Linked DNA regions of Mus musculus: regions 1 and 2 are each linked to region 3. The links are chromatin contacts, called in public HiChIP or PLAC-seq maps. All regions are on one chromosome and are shown on one strand. Each heading gives the region's core, a stretch centred on a gene start, on an enhancer-like site or on the middle of the called end of the contact. The rest is flanking DNA. Distances are from core to core; before and after follow the strand shown.

What was found. HiChIP or PLAC-seq counts read pairs in DNA pulled down with a chosen protein or histone mark.
Region 1: a FOXA1 HiChIP or PLAC-seq map of pancreatic cancer cells shows a contact between it and region 3. The contact joins two enhancer-like sites. A contact is called at or near these places in 2 of 39 promoter capture datasets (the C10 cell line and liver), 1 of 115 datasets of contacts at active chromatin or transcription factors (pancreatic cancer cells) and 1 of 9 other capture datasets (embryonic stem cells).
Region 2: a FOXA1 HiChIP or PLAC-seq map of pancreatic cancer cells shows a contact between it and region 3. The contact joins two enhancer-like sites. A contact is called at or near these places in 2 of 115 datasets of contacts at active chromatin or transcription factors (bone marrow-derived macrophages and pancreatic cancer cells).

The regions. Positions count from the first base shown.
Region 1 is chr1:64,085,845-64,089,799 of GRCm38.p6, forward strand. All of the region lies in intron 1 of Klf7 (Kruppel-like factor 7 (ubiquitous)), which reads right to left. The region is part of intron 2 of Gm13748 (a long non-coding RNA gene); the gene reads left to right. Among named protein-coding and RNA genes, the nearest start is that of Gm13748, 8.5 kb to the left of the region's middle. Within about 2 kb of position 2,582, at least 186 of the 459 cell types and tissues checked have an H3K27ac peak or open chromatin away from gene starts, as enhancers often do. A contact at or near this core is called in pancreatic cancer cells, where this site is marked.
Region 2 is chr1:64,185,182-64,189,560 of GRCm38.p6, forward strand. All of the region lies in intron 1 of Gm35880 (a long non-coding RNA gene), which reads left to right. Among named protein-coding and RNA genes, the nearest start is that of Gm35880, 66 kb to the left of the region's middle. Within about 2 kb of position 2,905, at least 100 of the 459 cell types and tissues checked have an H3K27ac peak or open chromatin away from gene starts, as enhancers often do. A contact at or near this core is called in bone marrow-derived macrophages and pancreatic cancer cells, where this site is marked.
Region 3 is chr1:64,335,997-64,340,057 of GRCm38.p6, forward strand. No RefSeq gene overlaps it. Among named protein-coding and RNA genes, the nearest start is that of Gm35803, 59 kb to the left of the region's middle. Within about 2 kb of position 2,410, at least 50 of the 459 cell types and tissues checked have an H3K27ac peak or open chromatin away from gene starts, as enhancers often do. A contact at or near this core is called in bone marrow-derived macrophages and pancreatic cancer cells, where this site is marked.

The DNA of each region.
Region 1 (3,955 bases), core at 1,332-3,831, 250 kb before region 3:
GGGAAGTCAGGTTCCTTTGCTGTAGACATCTTCTAAATTATTCTTTCCAGAGACTTTGTGGCTGTGCATATACTTAGACTTTTAATCAAAAAAGAATTCATCTAACTCCTAAAAATCAACAAAAAGATTCATCAAGGTTGATATGGGTGTGAACTTGATGGGTTTTCTCTCTTCAAAAGATAGGATCAAAGATGCTGACGTAGTTCCACTCTTTTGAAATTAGGTCAGAGTTGAAAGATGGGAAAGAACCAGTGAGATTTGCTACCTTTTTATCTCTGTGGCTGGCTGAGAAGAGCCAGCACTGACAAACCCAGTACGCCTGTGGAGACCCTCGATTTCCGAGCACCAGGACTCTGTGGCCTCAACATTTTAAAATGGGTTGAGGGAGAACACAGTCACACTGAACATCCTTCAGGGCAGAATGAGCAAATGAACCAGTGTACAATCCACCTCCTACATCTTAGGAAGTCAGTCCCAAGACAATTTTTACCATTTCTTGATTTTTATCACTAGCACATTAGCATTAGAAAGCTGGAAAGAAGTGGATTCTATCTAGAAGACTCGAGTGAGCAAGAATACAGCACAAGTAAAAATCTCTTACTTCGTGTTTTAACTACTAGGTTTAAAAAAGAAAACCCCACATCAGTAGCATACCCCATAGGTACAATAGTATTACACACTGCTGTCAGAGCTGCTGAACTCCACAAAACAACCAGGGTTCTAGAGCCAATGAAATTCCTCCTGACTCTTTCTCAGATCCACTGGTTGCCAGAGCTGAAACCAAATTAAACATTTCCCTCTAGCAATTTGTAAATTCTGAGAGACAATGCTGTGAAAATTAATTCTAAACAAACAAAAGTTAGGAAATTTATAGCAAAACCTCTTTAGTGCTTCTCCTCCCCAAATCATTTCCAACATACAAAGACAACATTAGTTTGGATATTTTTTCTTGAGGAAGCCAGGAAGGAAGGAGATGGGATTAAAGGCCCGGGAAGAGGACAGTGTCTTTGAAATTACTTCCCCTGGGATACACGATGTACAGCATCCTCAAATTCCCCTTTGATCTCCTGAGGGATTTTTAGTTTCAATGCATACATAACGTGAATCCTACAAACCACTCTGTTCCAAATTTGACACTGAAGTCACACAATCAGGGCAAAGCTGGGCAAAGCTGGGCAAAGCTGGGCCCTGGGTTCTAGGCTTCCCTCCTTCTCCAAATAGGAATGCCTTATCCTGGCTCTTACCATCAATTTTCAAGGTAACAGTGTCAACTGGATGCCACATGGACCAAGCACAGACAGACGGACAGACAAAACTCAGTTTTTCATTGTTTTTTTTGGGTGCTACCTCCCCAAACATATCAGTTTGAAGTCCACCGGTCTTCAGTTGGCCCTCAAGGAGGCTCCTCACTGTTCCTCAGCTACTAAGCTAATTAAATTCCAACTCTGGAGTAATTAAGATACTAGTGCACACGAACAGCTAGACATACAGATGATCCTTTGTCTCCTCTATCCATCTCTTCCAGCCAAGCCACCATTTAGGATCAAACAGGTGGAAATACTATTACTATTTGCTACTTAAGTACCCTAAAACCAAGTCTCAATAGATGTCCCAATTTTAGTCATTATTTCATTCTCATGAACATAATAAAATCCATGCCTTAAGAATCAAAGAAAATTACTCTCTATATACTGCTGTCAAGAGATAGATCTAAAAATTAAACAAGATGACTCCCTAAGGCAGTAGTTCTCAATGTTTCTAATTCTGTAACCCTTTAATACAGTTCCTCCAGTTGTGGTGGCCCTAACTATAGGATTATTTTGTTGCTTCTTCGTAACTGTAATTTTGCTACTGTTAGGGATTGTAATGTAAATATCTGATCTGCAAGATATCTGATATGCAACCCCACAGGGGTCTCAAGTTCACAATCCTAAAGGAAAAAATCCATTACAGTCAGTAACAACGCTAAGCAGTTCCTGTTTGGGAAGGCAGGCGTCTCACAGAGCCCACGGACCTGGGGAAAGACCTCTTTTCTGCAAGATGGTGTCCCAAGAACAACAATGAGCCCGACGGGTTTTAAGCTTCACCATTAATTTTCCATAAAGAGCAGTTTTCTTGACGAGCGCTTGTGTCAGGCAGGGCCTGATGCTTCAGAAACCTGTAATTATTCTTGGCTCCCCACCCCCCACAGCCTCTGCACCTGTGTCAGTTCAAGGCACCAGCTGGCCACGTCTTGCCTCCTGCCTCTTAAAAGCGGGGAGGGAGGGGGGGCAGCATTGAAAACCCAAACTCATGCTACTCACTTCCTCCAAAATGCAAAAACAAAACACAAATTTGAAACTCACCAATCTCATTCCTCTCCCCACCACCCAACATGCCTTGCCAAAAGAAACAAATAAACACTAATTGGCTAGAGAGCTCTCTCTCATTCAAACTAAAATTACTGAAAAACACAGTTAACGGGGAAAGGTCTGACAAGGGGTTATTAATCTGTTTTACAGCTCACTCGTACACACCCCACCCGTTCCTATTAACCCTGTACACACTCACACACCCTACACAAACTCCATGAGCCTCGGTACTCTCAGCAGTCAGGATGGGAACATGCCGAAACCATGACATCATCTCCCCTTCCTCTCCCAGGTTGCTGCTCAGCCTGACTGGCGCTTCTGGGATTCTTATTTATTTAGTAAAGTCATCTCACGGACTCCCTCCTAGAACACTGTTACAGACTTCTGAGTTGGGTTAATTAAATATGCCCTTCCTCTACTACACACACACACACACACACACACACACACACACACACACACACACACACACTTCTTTGACTCAGGGCATCACTGCACGCATGGACGGTGTTGTCCTCTCCCTCTCAACAGCATGAATTTCCGGAGAAGAAGAGGTTCAAAGCCCACTGGGGCCCTCAGTGGCAGATGCAATCTAGTTGCTGACAATCACAGAAGACACTCAAATACAGCTTCCAGGAACCTCGGGATCGGAACGTTACAGACAATGCAGGGTACAGGAAGAGTGTTGTACTTCCTCAGACCATGGAAAAATGGCAGCCAAGGGCACAATGAAAGCCAGCCCTGAACCGCTTTTCTTGTGCAACAGTTGTGATTTTGTGTAACTGTGTGCCGGTAAAATCAATTTCCTAAAATATTTAAAATGGCTGCATGATGGAGCAACCTCAACCTCTCTGAGCTCAGGATTCTCATCTAAGGGAAGGATGGGCTGAGCTTAGAGTGTATGCACAGTCTGTGGCACTCAGATGGCGTGAAATAGCAATGGGAAGATCAAAGGAAGACCCGACCATGGAGGGCAGGGTCAAAGCATGAGACGCCCAATGTCAATAGTGTGGTGAAGGGAAAGGGTTTGGAGGACCGGGACTGTATGAGACCTGCCTCTGAACAGGAACCCCAATGCCTCTGACACTCAGTGATCCTGGTTTAACAGAGGGCTACAATTTTGTATTTCTTGGCTCCTTGAGGCTATTGATTTCATCAATCTCTAAAATGAAAATTTAGCTAGAGTATGTGCATGACAAAGGCAACTGGACTCATTCCTGACTTGTGACCTGCCATATATTTTGCTTAATGAGTGAATGGGTGGGTGAATGAATGAACAGAGCAAGCAACTCTGATCAAATTGAAAACCCATCAGTGGTCACAATTCTGGAGACTGGAGCCCAGAACTATGATGAATTCAAAAATTTCTTCACTGAAAAACATAAGAGGCAGGCTGGTTGTCTGTGTTCAAATTTCTTACCAGGCTTTAACTGTAAGTACTTCAGAGCTTCAGGGGATAAGTTTACGTGTTTACAGTATAGAGCAAATCTCATACTCTAAGCTGAGAGGAAGGTTTATTTCATGGAGTAGAGGAAGTTTTGCTTCCTGGAGTGGAAGGAAAATCCATTTCTTTGACCCACAGAGGCCATCTCCCTTGGCCATCT
Region 2 (4,379 bases), core at 1,655-4,154, 150 kb before region 3:
GGAGTGGAGAACCACCCTCGGCACATGCGCAGATTATTTGTTTACCACTTAGAACACAGCTGTCAGCGCCATCTTGTAACGGCGAATGTGGGCGCGGCTCCCAACAACCCAACACTGGTTGAACCTAAAGAGCCTGAGATTAGTTAGTGACCCAGGAGAAAATAAAATACTATAATTCTAGTAGGAGAACATTCCTATAAAATGATTCCTAATGACACTACACTATACTTGTAAATCAGTGCCTTGCCCAGCCATCTTCAGAGAAGCTTCCTCCAGCAGTAGATGGAAACAGATACAGAGACCCACAGCCAGACAATAAATAGAGAGTAAGAGACCTTGGAACACTCAGCCCTAAATGGGATGTCTCCATCATATCCCTCATTTCAGGGCTCAGAGAACCCATTGAAGAAGAGGCAGAAAGAGTATAAGAGGCAGAGGGGGTGGAGGACACCAAGAGAACAAGGCCCTCTAAACCAACAGGATTGATGCACACATGAACTCACAGAGACTGTGGCAGCAGTGGGCACTGGGCTTACATGGGTCTACACCAGATGGGGGTCCTAGGGCTGAAAGGAGAAGGAGACATATGACTCCAGCCCTAACCAGAAGCTATTGATAACCACTTGAGTGATAACCACTTGCAAATGAAAATTTAGATCTCTTTAAGGGAATTGTACTTGGGAAACAAACTACACTTAAGGTTGGGCTGCATGCCCCACAGTAGATGGTCAAACTCATTGGCATCTTTGGGGTTTCCTTGTCCCAAAATGGTGTCAGAGCTTTTGTATTTAATCTTATTTTTTATTTTTAAAATGTTATTTGTATTTTTTTCTCTTTGGTTCTCTGGGTACATATTATAACTTTCAGTTTAGGGCTTTTGTGTGATGCTTGAGTGGGAGAAAAAAGTGGGTCTCTGATTCTTGTGCCTTCTCTTGGGCTCTTTTACTTGTGCTTGCTTGTTTTGTGCTTTTCCAGTGTGTTAGTTTTTGTTTTTATCTCATTATATCTTATTCTGTTATTACCCCCTTAGAAATCTGTTTGTTTTCTAGTGAGAGACAGAAAGGGGGGTGAACCAGATGGGAGGGCAAGGGAGGTAGAACTGGGGGGAGTAGAGGGACGGGAACTATAATCAGGATCCATTATGTGAGAAAAAAATCTATTTTCGATAAAAAGAAAAGCAAAGAAGATGTACATTTAATATGTATAAATCCCTAGTGGGAGAACTGGAGGGAAATGGTGAGCTTTGTGACACTTAGTGGATAGTGAAGAACATAAGGTGTGTCTTGCCATGATGTTTCTCGTTACTTGATTTTCCTACCCGTCATAGATCGATGATTCAAAGGAGTGACAGTGAATATGGCCTAGTCCTTAGCCCTCAACAAAATCTTCCTTTACCACCAAAACAGATACCTTGAAATTAATTTCAAGCCCTTCACTAGCCTTGGAGCTGAGCAGCAGTACAAATCTCTCTCCTATGGTATGCCTATAAAAGAAGCTCATGTGACTAACCTTAATATTGGATTTATTTTCATCTCCCCTACAGTAAGTTTGGATAGTCAAGAGAAGACCTCTTATCCACCCAGATGCTGCTCACCTTTGCCATATCTCCAAAAGACAACAGTGTTTGATCTACCCAGCTGAATTAATTTGGAAGGAAATTTTTACTTCTGATATTCTAGTAAGAAACCCTGTCTTTTAGCTATTGCTGTTTTCCTGTTTGGTTCTTTGGTAGACTTCAAGGCTTTAATTTTCTTCCCCAGACCAAGTCATTCTCGTGTCTTTCATCCTCTCTCTTGAGATTTACATATTAATCTTCTAATGTGGATATGTGCTTCTTCTCCGTTGCGTGTGTCTTCCTCTGAGTTCAGAAACACAGGAAAGTAGCCATGATGTGAGTAACGTTCTAATCCCTGAGCAGTATACACTGATCACCAAGTCAGAGGGGCGAGTAGATACTCGGGTGCAACTTGATCCTTCACCTTTGCCCAGGGGAAATGACAATTTTCCTTCAATAGGACATGTAGTTAGATCTTCATAATCATATTTTCCTGCATTCATTACTTAAAAAGAAATAAAGATGGTTAATGTTCTCAGACTTTTTTTTTCTTTGTTATTTTTTACAAAGGAAAATGAGTACCCGTGCATCACTAATATCCCGAGCATATGTTTCATCCCCCTGCTGGGTCATCCACACTGGGTGGCATCTCAGTTTGCTTTTGAGTCAGGAGATGTCTTTGACTTTGGGCTACATAGTGTAGATACCAGAATAACACTGTGGACACTTTTGTGTGTTCATTGTGAGCAAATCCCTTTCCCAACCCGGTGTCAAATGGGTCATGTCTGAAAACACAATTCAGATTTCTTTACTACAGATTATTCACTTTATCTGTATTTATCTTTAGCTGAAATTATCCCAGGGAACCTTTGTGTTGAAAGCACAAAATGATATGAAAAGTCAAGGGCTTTTTTTTTTTTAAGCAAATCTGAAAGCAGGTGTTGGAAGCAGAAAAATCATTCCTTGAACTCCCCAGGAGTTGATCAAAGAGGCAGCCATAAATTGCAACAAAAGCAGAGATCCACTCTGCTCTGAAAGCCAGCCAGCAACATTGGAAATGTTTCCTTATTTATTCCATTAATTCTGTGATAGCAATCTCTACTGACAAGATTTGCAAATCTAATCATTTATTAATGAAACCTGTCTCGTGGATTGTACCCAAGATCCTCCTGAGGTCCCAGCTTCTATGTGGCCACAGCCCTTTGCTGGCTACAAGCTTGTTGTCTTGACAGAACGTGACATTGGAATTTCTGAGATTCTCAGGAGAACACCCACTCTGATAGAGCTTATGACTATATTCAAAGATGGCCGCCGGGCACAGCCTTGCTCCAAGGACCAGCCTACTGACCAATTTTCAGGATCCACACAGCAAACATTGTTTCTTCTGTGCACAGAGAACATTCTCTGTACATCCCAGTCCAACATGTGTGGTTTTAGATTTTGCTGCAGACAGGAATGAAGAATTGGACCTGCGTTTGCATTACTGTTACTCACCCTGACAAAGATAAGATTGACCCGACTCTTGACTAAGACATTGATTTTTTTTCCTAGAAATTTTACTGTGGTTTCAGATACTTCCAAAATATCACCCTGTTTCCTTGGCGACCGTCTAAGCTTTATTCCCTATGAACCGACGTGGCATGATTCATCAGTGAACAGCCAGCAGCAGCCACCCGGTTTACAGACTTCCTAAAGATTTCCTGGAAAGAAATTCTTGCCCTGAGCTCTTTCAAAGGCTCTCTGTTTTTGATGTTTCACAGAACATAGCTCAAAGTGATAACAATAATAATAATAATAATAATAATAATAATAATAATTCTGTAACATGTCCATGAGGAACAGCAGTATTGATGGAGATAATGAAATGCAGAAATGAAAACCCCTCAGCAACACTCCCTCACATGTGCCTAAGCTCTGTTCATTAATCTCTGATAATTAGACTTTTTTGCAGAGGTTAACAGCAGTGGCACATGGTAATTAAGGACTCCATCACTACCAAAGGGATTGGAATGCTTCTAGTGTGACACATGTCCGGCTTTCAGTATGTGTTATGTTTGCTTTAAGTATGAATTCCCTATGTAAGAAGTGTATTGTGTGCATGTGTGTGTGCATGTATGTGTGTGTGTGTGTGTGTGTGTGTGTGTGTGTGTGTGTAGAGAGAGAGAGGGAGGGAGGGAGGGAGGAGGGAAGAGAAATCCATGATCTTATATTAACTTCTTCAGTGAAAGTTAACAAAGTATTTTAGTTGTAAACTAAATAAAAGAACGACCTATTGCTTGGATCATCAATTTTTTTTTGGCTTGGCGATGTGACCTTAGCGAGGTTTCAGATGCCCTTTGCCTCAGTTTCTCCATCTGTAAGATGCTGTGGTTATAAACTCTTTAGAGTTTTATAATTTAATAATGATATCCATCAAAATTGCTAGAATTCACTGATGATATACATTATGCCATGTGCTGTTCTGAGCCCATATATGTCCTCAAAACATTTCAGAGCAAAAGGGGTTGAATAGGCTGCCAGTACTACTTAATTCACTTTGAGATATCCAAGTCACTCAAGAACAAACTTCCCCCAAAGGGTAGTTCATTGGACAACATTCTCCTTTTTCTTCTAGAATGAGAAATACTTACACCTCGTAGCATCTTTACTTTGGTAATAGTAACCATTTGGCTTAGGCTGAATATAGCAGTATGAGTCCATCCGTGAAAGAACCCATTAATAGAGACTCACAAGATGAAGAAGATAGCTACTTCATCTCTGAGCTGTTTTGGTTATTGGGCTAAATGAGAGGTACACGGGACCCCCAACCCCGCCAGAGAGATGG
Region 3 (4,061 bases), core at 1,160-3,659:
CCAAAGTGTGGACACTTTGCCCCTTCTTAGAATTGGAAACAATCACCCATGGAAGGAGTTACAGAGACAAAGTTTGGAGCTGAGACAAAAGGATGGACCATCTAAAGACTGCCATATCCAGGGATTCATCCCATAATTAGCCTCCAAACGATGACACCATTGCATACACTAGCAAGATTTTGCTGAAAGGACCCTGATATAGCTGTCTCTTGTGAGACTAGGCCGGGGCCTAGCAAACACAGAAGTGGATGCTCACAGTCAGCTATTGGATGGATCACAGGGCCCCCAATGGAGGAGCTAGAGAAAGTCTCCAAGGAGCTAAAGGGATCTGCAACCCTGTAGGTGCAACATTATAAACTAACCAGTACCCCGGAGCTCTTGACTAGCTGCATATGTATCAAAAGATGGCCTAGTCGGCCATCACTGGAAAGAGAGGCCCATTGGACTTGCAAACTTTATATGCCCCAGTACGGGGGAACGCCAGGGCCAAAAAGTGGGAATGGGTGGGTAGGGGAGTGGTGGGGAGGGTATGGGGAACTTTTGGGATAGCATTGGAAATGTAACTGAGGAAAATACGTAATAAAAAATATTAAAAAAAAAAAGAAAAAAAGAATGAAGGGTTTTATATAGCTGAAACAAAGGAGTGAAATTATAACATTCACAGGAAAGTGATGTATGTAGGTATAGCTTCATGTATATGTCAGACTCAGAAAGACAAACACCATGTTCTCTCTCATATGCAGTATATATGTATATATATATGTGTGTGTGTGTATATGTATATATGTGTATATATATGTATATATGTATATATATGTATATATGTGTATATATATGTATATATGTGTACATATATGTTGGAACAAGTAAATTCTAGACAAGTAATAGAATATATGTGAGATAAAAGCAGAAGAGAGGACTATTCTTCAGGGAGTAAGGGGACCCACAATAAGGGGAGAAAGGCAAGATGAGGGGAGAGGAAGGCAAAAAAAATACATGTATATCCGTTTATTATAGTCTAACTGTGGCTGTTTGAATAAGGATGGCCCCATAGCCTCACATGTGTGAATACTAGGTTCTCAATTGGCTGAAAGGTTTAGAAAGAATCAGGAGGTGTGGTCTTGTTGGAGGAGGTGTGTCACGGAGGCGGGCTTTGAGGTTTCAAATGATTTTGTGGACTGGGATGTGGGCTCTCAGCTGCTGCTCCAGTGTCCTGCTTGCTTCCATGCTGCTATACTCCCTGCCGTGAAGCTAACAGCTCCACCTCCACCTCCCAATTCTGCAAGCATAAACCGCAAGCAAGCCCTTCCTTCTCTAGTTGCCTTGTTCATAGTATTTTATCACAGCAATAGAAAAAAAATAGTAACACACTAACCAAAAGGCTAAAACAAGAACATACCTTCCCATCTCACAGAGAAGAAAACAGACAATAATGAAAAAGACTTAACTGGTGTTCTATACAAGCAAGTTCTCCTGCATTTGCAAAAACAAAGGTATCTCAAGAAACGATAAGAGACCTTGCCTAGAAAGACAGGCAATCATGAGGAAGGTGAAGGATGGACGGGAAAGGAGCATGCTAGTTAATGAAGAAAGCCCTAGAGCTGCGGTCTCTCCCCGTTGTAGCTGCTTTACAGATACTGGAGGGCAAGACATCGTCCATAAATTATACTCTGACCCCATTTTCTAAATTTCATTAAAAAACATTTTTTCCCTCTTTTATCTGAACATTCTCTTTCGACTTTCACAAAGACACTCCTGGGTCTGTGTTATTACCCAATAAGTTACCTGCTCCTGTGCGCGGTGACTGTAATCAAGCCTGTGCGGCTACTCTAACAATGCACCTAAGTGGGCCACAGACCTCGCTTGCTCGCCCTGTTGTGTCATTTCACTTAATTAATAAGCAGAACGAAGATTTCAGAAAAGGAGGAAATTTGATTACACAGCATTGTAATGGCACTCGAGTCTACAGTGAAGATGGAGTGGGGTCTGCCCCCTTAAAATTTCCATTTGCTTTACCATTGTACAGTGGAAATGTCAGCGTAGCTCCACTCCACAGCCCCTCCCAGGTGGCCTTTAGCCGCGTCTCTCGGTAATACTAAACCATTAGTCATGCCCGGGTCAGTGATGTGTCAATAACAGAATAATTATTAAAGGAAGCCTTAAGAGGAAGGACAGCAGCCTCAGTTTCAGAACTAGATAGACCACCCAGTCATGGCTGGTTGATTAAATGAATGGATGCTGAATAAAATGTCCCCTTTACATCTGGAGACCTAAGGACTGCTGATCCCATTATTCCAGGGTTTGTTTGTAGCTGCTAAACACCTTTTCAGACCAATAAGCCGCGCGGCTTTTACTCCTGATGATTGCAGCCCGCCCTTCCCAAGTAGAACAAATTTACCGGAGTTAATGGCTCTGCCGTTTTAAAGGAAGTCAGTCAGCGGAGCAATTCAGAGCGATTGAATCTTTGCAGAATGCAAGGTGCAGAGAAGACATGGACTTGAGAGCCTGAAATTGGGGATGCTCGCATCTTGGGCTAGACCTCTGAGAGAACCCAGCGAAATGCTAAGGAGAAACTCCGAGGGGGTGTTTCTGAAAGCCCTAAGCATTAAAATGAGGAACAGGGAAGAGAGGCGAGTATGCGCAGGACTCCCTGTGAGCATGGAGTCCCGCACCCAGGGCCAAGAAATTGTCACTCCAAGAGCAAGGCCTTCAGCAGAGCCCTTCTCAGGCCGTTCAGAGGAAGAACAACTCGGTTGACCTCTTTGATCTGAGACTTCCGGTCTTCAGACTTCAGAGAGAATGACTCTGGGCGGATTAGGCCATTTTCTTTTGTGGGTTTTATCATGACAATCCTAGCAGGCATGTGGGAAGCTCTAACCGCAATGTTTGCTGGTTGAGTAATCTTAGGCACGTTATTTAAACTTATGACCATTTACTTCTTGAAAAATGAGAACAAAAATGTATTGTTTATTATAGGAATCACATATTTATTATGGGAATTAAATCTGTATGTAAAGAATGGGCTTCAAATTCTAATAGAAGCCCAAAGGAGAGGGCTGGGCCAGGAAATGTAGGGGGATGTTCAGCAAGCCCTTTAGACAGTTTTCATCAAAAGCAACAATAAAATAGCATTTCTAATACTTCCTTTATGTGCATTGTGATTAGAATAAACCTTGTTGCCTTTCATCTCTCAAATTCAGTTGTGGCATAATTACATTTCAGACCAATAAATAAGTAAATAAATATCTAAGAAACAAATGTCTTTAAAGGGCAATTCCTTGATCTATACCATTGATGATGATATGCTGAAAAATGATACTTCCTGTCATGTTCTTCCTCCAATCATACAGCCTCCAGGTTAATCATAAGGAAAACATTGAATTTCCATGAAAGATTATCCTACAAAGTATCTCACTAGTGCCCTTAAAATTGGCAAGGTCACAAACAATAAGGAAAGCCTGAGTAACTGCCCCAGCCAAGCAGAAACCAGACCTATTGAGAACAACTGTAACAGAGATACACAAGTCCCCAGGAGAAGAGCCTAGAATACAAAGAAGGTCTGAAATAGAAACTACGGAAGTCTGAATTACTGGATGTTAATAATACACAGCATTGCTCCAGTAATGTTAACAAATGTGCCACACTAATGGTAAAGTGTTAACGACAGAGAAATCAGTAACTGGAGACTAGAGACAGGGAACCATCTTCTCATTATCCTGTAAGTCCAAAGCTAATCTGAAACACAAAGTCTTCTGAGGCTTGAGAGAGATGGCCTGTGTGGAAGCACCGGCCATGGAAATGTGGGGACCTGACTGTGGATCCCTGGGACCCATGCAATGTTCAGAGCATCAGTATTTTTATCCCAGTGCTACATTAGGGGAGATGGAAGGCAGAGCCAGAAACTCACCAGCCACTAGCCTGGCATACACAGCAGACAAACAAGAAAGATGCTGTCCCAAGCAACGTAGAAAACAAAGACTGATGCACTAAGGTTGGTCTCTGACCTCTACATGCTTGCATACCTTGGCACATGGGTACCCACATTCACATATAAGAATGCA